Regions from separate parts of the Gossypium hirsutum genome. Here all the other regions are linked to region 1. The links are chromatin contacts, called in public Hi-C maps. All regions are on one chromosome and are shown on one strand. Each heading gives the region's core, a stretch centred on a gene start, on an enhancer-like site or on the middle of the called end of the contact. The rest is flanking DNA. Distances are from core to core; before and after follow the strand shown. Region 1 holds the start of LOC107960332. Region 2 has its middle 39 kb from the start of LOC107959974. Region 3 has its middle 94 kb from the start of LOC121229884.

The links. A called contact is a pair of places that touch in the nucleus more often than the background predicts.
Region 2: a Hi-C map of leaf shows a contact between it and region 1, with 2.7 times the contacts expected there. The contact joins the enhancer-like site here to the promoter of LOC107960332 in region 1. A contact is called at or near these places in 3 of 34 Hi-C or Micro-C datasets (callus, leaf and petal).
Region 3: a Hi-C map of leaf shows a contact between it and region 1, with 9 times the contacts expected there. The contact joins the enhancer-like site here to the promoter of LOC107960332 in region 1. A contact is called at or near these places in 14 of 34 Hi-C or Micro-C datasets (anther, callus, hypocotyl and 3 more).

Annotation. Positions count from the first base shown.
Region 1 is chrA05:75,353,324-75,356,646 of Gossypium_hirsutum_v2.1, reverse strand. It overlaps LOC107960332, which reads left to right and starts at 1,653. Exons shown (of 7, transcript XM_016896662.2): 1 at 1,653-2,054; 2 at 2,163-2,243; 3 at 2,360-2,536. The coding sequence starts at 1,967.
Region 2 is chrA05:74,856,436-74,859,758 of Gossypium_hirsutum_v2.1, reverse strand. No RefSeq gene overlaps it. Among protein-coding and RNA genes, the nearest start is that of LOC107959974, 39 kb to the right of the region's middle. Within about 2 kb of position 1,703, at least 3 of the 9 cell types and tissues checked have an H3K27ac peak or open chromatin away from gene starts, as enhancers often do. A contact at or near this core is called in leaf, where this site is marked.
Region 3 is chrA05:75,662,769-75,666,091 of Gossypium_hirsutum_v2.1, reverse strand. No RefSeq gene overlaps it. Among protein-coding and RNA genes, the nearest start is that of LOC121229884, 94 kb to the right of the region's middle. Within about 2 kb of position 1,606, at least 8 of the 9 cell types and tissues checked have an H3K27ac peak or open chromatin away from gene starts, as enhancers often do. A contact at or near this core is called in leaf, where this site is marked.

The DNA of each region.
Region 1 (3,323 bases), core at 404-2,903:
TGTAGAATAATTAAATTATTTGTTTCACTAATGATATTTTAGCACATTAAATATGTATTGCAATTTAAAAATAATAAAGTAGATTATATATTTTTTATAGTAGTATATATTTTGATTTTTTAAATTCATATAATAATAATTATATTAAGAATGTTATTAAATTATATTTAATAATAATTATGTTAAAATATAGTTAAATTATTTATTATTTTTATTAAATTATTTTCAATAATAATCATATTAAAATTTAATAACAATAATAATAATCATCTACCTAACAAAAATTCTGCTAAGGGTATTCTGATCATTTTAGTTTTTTTCCTTATGCTATTACAACATCATTCCATTGAATCAAACACAATAATACTAGTACAGTTTTATTCCATTTCATTCAACCAAACAGTTGAACTACTGATTACAGCTCTATTTCATTACAACTCTATTCAATTACAGCCTTATTCCATTATAGTGAACCAAACGTATCCTAAAGTTTTATCAGGCGGGTTGTTACATAATCATCCAAATTTGAGCTTAATGTCTAGGCTGAGTTGGAGAGGTTGCAAACTGCAAGTAGTCTACAAAAGTTGACACAAAATTGCATTTGATCAAGATCTAAATAGAGATCAAAACTTTCACATGCTTAAAATATAAAAATTAAACAAATTAATCATAATTAATTAAGAATTAAAATAATAATAATCTAAATATGAAACATAAAATAAAAACTCCATTCAAAATTTTGCATCTTGCGTCTAAAGCTTCAAATGAAAAATCATAGAGGATAAGTGTAATCTTCAACACATAAGATTTTTTATTTATGAGCAAGATCATGCTGACAACGTATTATAAAACTAAAAAGAAGAATGTAAAGATTAAGAGAGAAAGAAAAAATAAAGAAATGAAAGAATGATTCAATTTTCACTTAAGATACAATAAGCTTGTATATGCCCTATATTTATAGGGCTTCAAGTACCATAAATTAAAAAGCAGTAAGGACCAACATTAAGAGCTAACATTAAAATACCCTATAAATGATTTAAGGGTTATAAGATAATGAATTTAGGGGTCATAGACATTTATTCTTTAAGGGTTACGATAGAATATATTTAAGGGAATTATGGATATCTATTTATCAATAGATTTACAACAAAAGCGTATTTTAATAAAAAAAGTAAAAATATATTCCTTAAAAAAGAGTAAAAACATATAATATATTAAAAATTAATATTTGATATAATAAAAGTATATACTTTTATGTATTAAATTTTCTTTATTTTTTTGAATTAATGTATTTTTCATTTTCATCTTACCATTTACAATGATTAATCCTTTTGAGATTAATATCTTTTTAAAAGTTGAAAGTTTTCTCATTAGGTTAAAGTACATTATTAATAAATTTATTTCCTTTAAATGATAAATCATGATATAATATAAAATTATATACTATCAAATATTTTTTTAAAGGTATATACTATCAAATATTAACATATATATTAAATATAATTATAAATCATGAAAATACATTAATCCCGTACTAATACACGAAGATCCAGGTATAACCACATCACGTTGATTTTCTCTCTCTTTCATTGTCACAGCGAGTTCCCTTTACCTCTTTTGCTTTATTATTATTATTATTATTTTCTTGTTGCTTTTCCTCCCTTTTTCTTGTCTCTTTCCCTTTCCTCTTCTTCTACTCACCACTCTACTCTTCACGGTGTCTCAAAAGAAACCAAGAAAAAGAACCATCTTTTCCTATTGTTATTAAAAAAACTAGGAAAAAAATTTGAAAAGCACACTGTTTTACTCTAGCTCAAAGTGTTCATTCACTTTCCTGCAAAAGACCCAGATTCTGAATAGGGTTTTGCATTTCTTCTCAATGTGTAAAGCTTGAATATCCTTACATATCTAAGAGCTCTTTGTTGGGTTTTCTTTTTTTTTTTTTTTTGCTTGAGTGAAAGTGGCAATGGGTAAAAATGTGTTGGTCTTGGGTATTGCTCTTTTGCTTCTTCTTGGAGGTGTCACTTCAGCTCCTACTACTTCTTCACCTGCAAGTAAGTTTCCTAACAAATGAAAAAGCTCGCATTGATTTTGATCTGCTTCTAGATTTAAGATAAATCCTTGCTTTAATGGAAAATGAATTTGATTCTTTGTTCCCGCAGAGATCGTAAGTGGGGTTTTCTCTAATGCCGTGTCTGCTTCTATGAAATGGTTATGGTCACTCAAAGCTACCACTAAAACAGGTTAAGATCTCCGACTATTAGAATTTAGAATTAAAACCCACATTTCCTCTTTTTTTTTTTGGCTTTGAGATTAGCGTCTGATGTGGTAATCTCCATGGTATTTTATGTATGTATAGCAATTACTGGCCGTCCAATGATGAAGTTTGAGGGTGGATACACTGTGGAGACTGTGTTTGATGGAAGTAAGCTTGGGGTTGAACCTCACACTGTTGAGATTTTGCCCAGTGGAGAGCTGCTAATTTTGGACTCTGCTAATAGCAACCTTTATCGGATGTCTAGTTCTTTATCTCTGTGTAAGTGGGGGTTTCTTCTTTCTCGTAGTATTATTCAAATGGTTGGCTTTGTTAATTTTTGTTGCATTTGCATTAGTAATTCAAATTGTTTGCCTTGTTTGGGTAATGCTTTGTTCTTTTAGTGTGATCTTTTCTTACTGAATGTTTCAAGGCTTGTTACTAATAGAAAAAGTTGAGGTATTTGCATCTGTTGGCAGTGAGTCCTGTTGCTGAACCTGCCTCATAAAGGACAGTGCACGTTTAGCTGAGTTGGCATACATTCTCCATTGTCCAAGTGCTGAGTGCAATTTTTTATTTTGATGGTCTTGTTAGAGTTAGAGCAAGTTGTTTCATCTGTCAAGCATTTTAATGTATTTCAAATGCATTTCCATTTCATATATTTGAAAGATGCGGGTTATAGAAATATTTGTAAGTTAGAACTTAGATGAATGGTGCAGATGTTCTACCAATATTTTATAAAATATTGTTACATTTTTCTTCAAATAAATTGGAAACAAATAGATCTTTCACTAAGAGCATTTACATCATTTTGAGGATTATAACATTTTCAACTTGGTAACTTGGGAATGCTGTAAACTGTGAATATTTTGTATATATCATAGACGTTTGGCGAGTTCAATGGAATGTAAACTTATCGTGCTTCTACTCAGTTTTTATTCTTCTTAGGTTATTTTGATGTCTTAACCAGTCATTGCAAATTTTTTAGATAAAGATTCTGTCGTTACTCTTTTCTCTCTGCACTGCATGCGTATTACCCTATTACGATGTTACCAGGAACTCAGATCAG
Region 2 (3,323 bases), core at 454-2,953, 500 kb after region 1:
TTTATCAGATATGTCTATTTTGGCATTTGCATGTTGGGCCATGAATTATATTTTGCTGAATGGTTTAGCCCAATGGACCAAGTCCAACATCCAGGACTTAAGTGTTTTGTGGACTTGGTGTTCAACATTTGATGTTTATCTTCTCAGCCACAAAATTTGCATAGCCATAATCTGATAAGAACAATAAAGCTCAAAGATTTAGCAGATATGGGATAATTAATTCATTTTAATAAGTTGTCATCATTTACAATAGAGGTGAAAAGTAGGTCAATGTTATACGTATTTGCTTCAGCTTATCAACTTAAAATATTTACTTTAAATTTTGCTCAAATCAATGTAAATTATTAACCAAAACACATTCAATTTTTTATAATATTTTTCTGTTTTTTATTTATTTTTAGTGAACTTAATATATTTTTTTAATGATTAGATTATAATGTTTCATGTTAAACTTTAATGTGATATTAATTACATAATACATTATCAATTTGAAAAATAACTAAAAGCTCCACTTATATTTTAAATAAACTTTGAAATTATAAATGAAGTGGAGCTCATTTAGATCTATAAGTAGCTCATTTATGTCTATAAGTACTTTATTTTTTCTATTTTAAAAAATATTTATTATTTAATGTTTAGTAACATATTTTTAATATTTAGATTATAAATATTTAATATCTAATATTAATGTCATACTAGTTACACAATAGATATCATTTTTTTTTGTTATTAACACTTCTGTTAATAGTAGTGTCAGAAAATATTGTTCCCTACAAAATCACTCTTTGGTAAGATTGTACGATTTGCTCCACTATTGGGATGCCTTGAAAAGCATGACTTGGAAGCTCAAACACAGAGACTATCAAGAAGTTTACTTCTTAACTTTTCTCGGGTATATAACTACTTTTTTCCCTCCACATTGAGTAAATTGTTAAAGCACTTGTACTTAAGTTTGCAAGTAGCACTCCCTTTATCAAAATGAATTATAAAAGTGTAACTTTCACGAAACGATTATTATATCCACTATCTTCGTAATTGTTCTCTCAGTACTCACTATTAGTAACATGAACATGATTTTCTTCACCTTGATTACCCATCATTCATAGCATACTCTTGTGAGTTAACTGCATCTTTTTCATATCTATAAAATATGCAACTTGTTTTGTTGATAACTATTTTAAAAAATTAAATGATGAATCTAATGTTTCATTTAGGGATTTTTTTTATCTTTTAGTAAATCTAAATACTTAAAATTTACTTTGAAATTTCATTCAAAGATCACAACAACTATAGGTCTCATCATTCCATAACCACCACTTGCCATCACACTTGTTTTCCATGATATGTTTCGATCTTGCTTTTCATAATACTTCATTTTACTGGATTGTAACGCTTGCTCACTTAAATAAAGAAATACATAATATTAAAAAAATATATTATAAAATTAAAAACATATGGAGATAAGAGAGTATCTCATATTTGAAGTCAACTATATATATTTGCGCTCAATCTCAATTCTTTTAATTTAATAGTTTTTATCCAAAACATATTAAACATCAAATTTCCCAAAACATAGCAATTGCAATCAAAACTTGAAAAAGAGATGAAATTGTAAGAGGGAGAGGAGAATGTGGTCCCGCGGAGGATTAGGCCATCACGAACGAGCAGTCTTTATCGGACAGGCAATTTGAACAGGATGGATTAATATGTTACTTAATCATACAAGTGGGCGAGAGGACCATTGGTGCCCCCACAATTCCCGGAACTGCCCATGCCCCTACCTGCTCAGCTTTCCATGTCTAAATTCCATGCTACTATTTGTAATAATTAATAAGAATATTCATATTTTTCGGGTCACTTTCTACTATTAATATTATATTATTCGTAAGTTTTAAATTTAATTTTGAAATTAAAATTCTATTATTTTCAAATCTTATATTATTACATGTGTTATCTTATACTATTATGATTTTATTTATATAATACTAAAAAATTACTCATTTTTTTAGTTAATAGATTCAATTAATACTGAACTAAAATTTTGAAAGTCAAAAGAAATAGATATTAAAAATAATCAAAAATAAAATAAAATAATTCCTTTTCTACATAAAATGTTTGGACTTTTTGTTGAAATCAATTTGTAATAATTTCAAAAACTTTCCATTCATTTGGTCAAATTATCAATTTGTCTCCTATGATGACATAACTTCAATTTGACAAATTAATAGTGTTATATCAAAATGTTGGTAAAATCCAACTTATTAAAGATACAAAAAAATTTTAAATGTTTTGCTAATTATTAGGGCTAGACTTTTCTAGATTTTCCGACAAACCATTTTCTAAATTATTTGTAATTTTGTTCTGTTAAAGCATTAAACTTGCTCCAACACTCTTTAGAACTTGTTGTACCAACTTTAAAAGACCTAAATTTAGACTTAAAACTTTTGTATTAACAAAATACAAACTTTTCACGACAAGATAATTTCATGTTATAACAAATCTCACTTTTATTTATCGATAGATGGATGGGAAGTTGGTTTCTCCAATTTAATTAATTTTTTAAAAAGAAATTTAGATTAATTTAATTTCAGAAGTGAACAATTTAGGATAACTAATTACATTGTTAATGTCTTCTATCAATTGTATATAATTTTAATTGGTATTGGTATAATAATAAATTTATCTTTCAATGTTTATATATTTTGGCATTTTGGCATTAATTCTAAATGTAACACCCCAAATCCGGTCTAGAAGTTATGGCCAAATCTGGAAAGGTTAGTATAACAGCCGAAAATCTAGTTCTTGTAAATTTCAAAAAGAGTCGTAAAGTTTTATCATTTAAAAACCTCGATTTAAAAGAAAAACATATCTAACTTTACTTTTTAGTTGAAAACAACGTTTGCTTACATTTTCTAGATCGTATACTTTGCGTCAAAAATTCTTAGATCAATATGTATAAGAAAACCGAGTTTATTTCCTGGAAATCAATTGTTTTGAAGGAAAAACGAATTTTGTCAATAAAACGTTTAAGTAGTATTTTATGAAAAATGAAAATAAAGAACCCTAAACAACCAAAACGTCCAAATAGTCCAAAACTCTTTAACCAAAATTAAAATAATAATAAACAAATTAAACAAAATAGTTTTATAACCAAACTCCCGTTGCACCGAACTGCCTAAGTTTGAGGATTACCTAAAAATAACAGTCAAACAAAATATGAGTTTTTGAAACCCAGTGTATAGCAAATAACATAACAATTAAATTATATCAGACAGACTTAGCAGAAACAGATTCATATCAAAGCAGTACAAATACGAATATAT
Region 3 (3,323 bases), core at 357-2,856, 310 kb before region 1:
AGGTTTTTCAAGTTTGTCTTTTCTCTTTGCCGAGTTGTTTTAAAACTTTAGTCATTTGGTTTTCTTTATTTTTGTCAAACAAAGATGTCTATATCTTTGCATATTCCTTGTTACACAAGCAACACTGAAAGAAGGGCAGTTGTAGACACCTAATTTGCCTAGGATCTACGATCTTGATTTGAGATTCGAAATAATTAGAGGGCTGCAAGTTTCTTTTTCCTAAGCATAGTTATTTTTCTTTTAAATTTATGTTAATATTAATTTAATTTTGAAATTGGAATTGAATTTTTTAAAATTTACTAAGGACCGTATTGAATTCCTCTCACAAATTCTAAAGGTTTTTAATTAAAATAAGTTATTTTTTTATTTAATTTTAAAATTTTAAATCATTTTTAACTTAATTTAATTTTTGAATTTTTGGCATAAAAGGGTAGATATTTGGATATCCACATTTCGATTCTTGTTTTTGGAAAAGGGAAAATTAGACAAAAAAAAGTTAAATAAAAAATTTCTATTTCAGGTAATTATTTTTATAAAATAAAATAATATTGAAATTTGGTTTTTCTTTGAAAGTCCAATACTAAGGCCCACCTTTTGGTATTTACTAAAACTTAAGTTAGGTCCAATTCAAGTTAAGTTTAAAGTCCAAGTCTAGTCTGAAGCCCAAATTCATTTTAAAGTCCAAGTCCAACTCAAGCCCAATTTAAATATTTTCAAGCACAAGTTGTTTAGGTCCTTTTTGAAGTCCGGAATTGAGTCTTGACCCAAGTTAAGTCCAAGCCCGAAAGCCCATTTCTGTATCCAATTTTCGGGTTAGGGTTTTTAAAACCCTTTTTCTTTTTTTTTTTCTAACACGAGTCTGAATACAAAGAAAAAGTTGGTAACCAATTACAGTTGACAATAAACAGCATATGAAACGATTTTGTGATTAATGATAATTTGGAAAAAAGTATAACGATGAATCTGCAAACAATAAAAAACAGAATCCTAAATAAATAAGAAAATCAAGATACAAGAAAAAAGGGAAAGGGTTTTCCAAAGACAGTCTTCACGTTTTTTTTTTTGCTCTTTTGATACATGAATAAAAGATTTTTCTTTCCTTCTCAATTTTTGAAGAAGAAAAAAGGTGAAGGGTGGTTCCAAGGAGGCGACATCCTGAGTTTCAAAACTCTAGCCATGAGGAACAACCACCCTTACCAGATCCACAAAATAAAAGGTGTGAATTTTCAGACCTAAAATAACGAAAAGTGAAGAAAAAATTTATTTTTGAAACAGTTTTGAAAAAAGAAGAAATTTTTGGTTATTTGTTCCTTTTGATTTTTTTTTCTTTAAAGTTTGTTAGAAAGAAAAAGAAATCTTTTTCTCTGCAGTTTTCAGCCACCGCGTGTGGTGCTCTGACGTTGGAAATCAAAGATCCTTGGGTTCTTCAATAGTAGAGCCATAAAACAAATTTAAACAAAGCTGAGAGAAAAAACAAAGAGTGTTATTTGAAAATTGAAAGAAAAAAATAACAAAGTACATTTGAGTTTCAGGAATAAATAGTAGTGGGAAAGAGAAATTTGCAACCCAGTCCTCCGTGTTTTTAAATTATATTTTAGGCCTTTCGCCTTTATAAATTGCACAGGAGGTCCCCCGTGCTTATGTTTTTATTTCTTGGGACCTGCGCCTTGCACAATTGTAGGATTAGTCTTTGGATTTTTAATTTTATTCAAACCAAGAAAATTTCCAGTCAAGTCCCTCTTTTACATTTTTTAATTTTTAAAATTAAACCTTTTTATTTCTAATATTTTTTGAATTTATTTTTGCTTTTTATTTAATCTGATTTTTAAATTTCTAGAATTTTCTTTTTAAAAGGAATGATTGTTTGGTAAATAATAAAATTTGATTCTCTTTATTTGGAATATTTAAATTTATTTTAATTGAATATTTTTATTATGTATTTTAGTTGAATAATTGTGATCATTAGTGCATTAATTTTATTTTGGCATAATCTTTTCTTTTCTTTTTTTTTGCTATTTTCTTGTTATCATTTTGTGCTTCTGTTTACTGTTCTTATTACTTTTTGAAAATATTCTAAGAATTTTAGTAATTTTTTTAATGAAATTCTTATTTTAAAATTTAGATTTATTTATTTTAGATTTAATTCATTTAGAATTTTAGATTAATATTTATAAGTTGTTGTTCATTCGTTCCATGTATTGTTATAACAATTTTGTTTCTATGCTTGGGCCATTGTTTTGGGCCCCATACATGTTTTGATTAGACTGAGTGTGATCCATTTGATTATGGTATGTTTGACAAAATAGTAGCATGGGTCGACTAAGAGGCTTTAGTCTCTCAATTAATTTTCTTGAAGTGATTTGATCAGCATGGTAGTCTTTTTTTTTTATGCTTAAGGTGCTAATTTTTAGGGATAACTATTAGCTTTACTCAAGGAGCTTCCCAATCACTTATCAATTGTTTTAAAGGAAAATATTTTTCTATTTCCCAAGCTTATAAAACGACGTAGTCTTTTGAGAATGATCAAGTTTTAAGAGTTTATTTCTATTGAAGCTGTGTTGAACTTGTGTTTCATTCAACTTGTTTGTTTATTTTCTTGTTCGATTGTTTGCTTAGCTGACTAAGGTGGATGTAACACTTAGCTCAAGCACTGCTGAGTGACCATTTTGGGTTGTAGGATTGTTAATTCTTTATCGGGGTTGCATAGACATTCTTGGTGAAGAAGTTGTGAGCTTTAACTGATAGGGAAGAAGTGTATTCTTGTTTCATTTGGTAATTGAACAAAAGATCTAAGGGAGGCTTCACAAACATAAGGTTAATTGTGTTCTTTTACACTCTTATTTTTCTTTAGCTCTATTATTTTCATTCTAACTATCATTACAACAAAAAAATTGCAAAATTGTCTTATCATATCTATAGTCTAATTATTTTTCAATATCCTTAGATTTAATTTAAGTTTGGTAAAAAATTTAGATCTTCTCTAGATTTATTTAACTTTAGATTTTAGATGTTTAGGTTCAATTACATCCTATTTTAGAGTTTTTGAATTTTGAAATTCTCATATTTTAAATTTAGAGTTGGATTTGTTTCATTTTTAGCTCTAGAATTTAGATTTTAAGTTTTAATAAATTTAATTAGATTTTAGTTTAGAGCTGGATTTGTTTCATTTTTAAGTTGTAGAATTTAGATTTTAAGTTTTCATAGATTTCATTAGATGTTAATTTAGAAATTAGATTATGAAGATTTATTGGATTTAATTTTTAGAATTTAGATGTTGGATTTTGTTAGATTTCCAAAATTCATAGTTTTAATTTCGTTGGTTA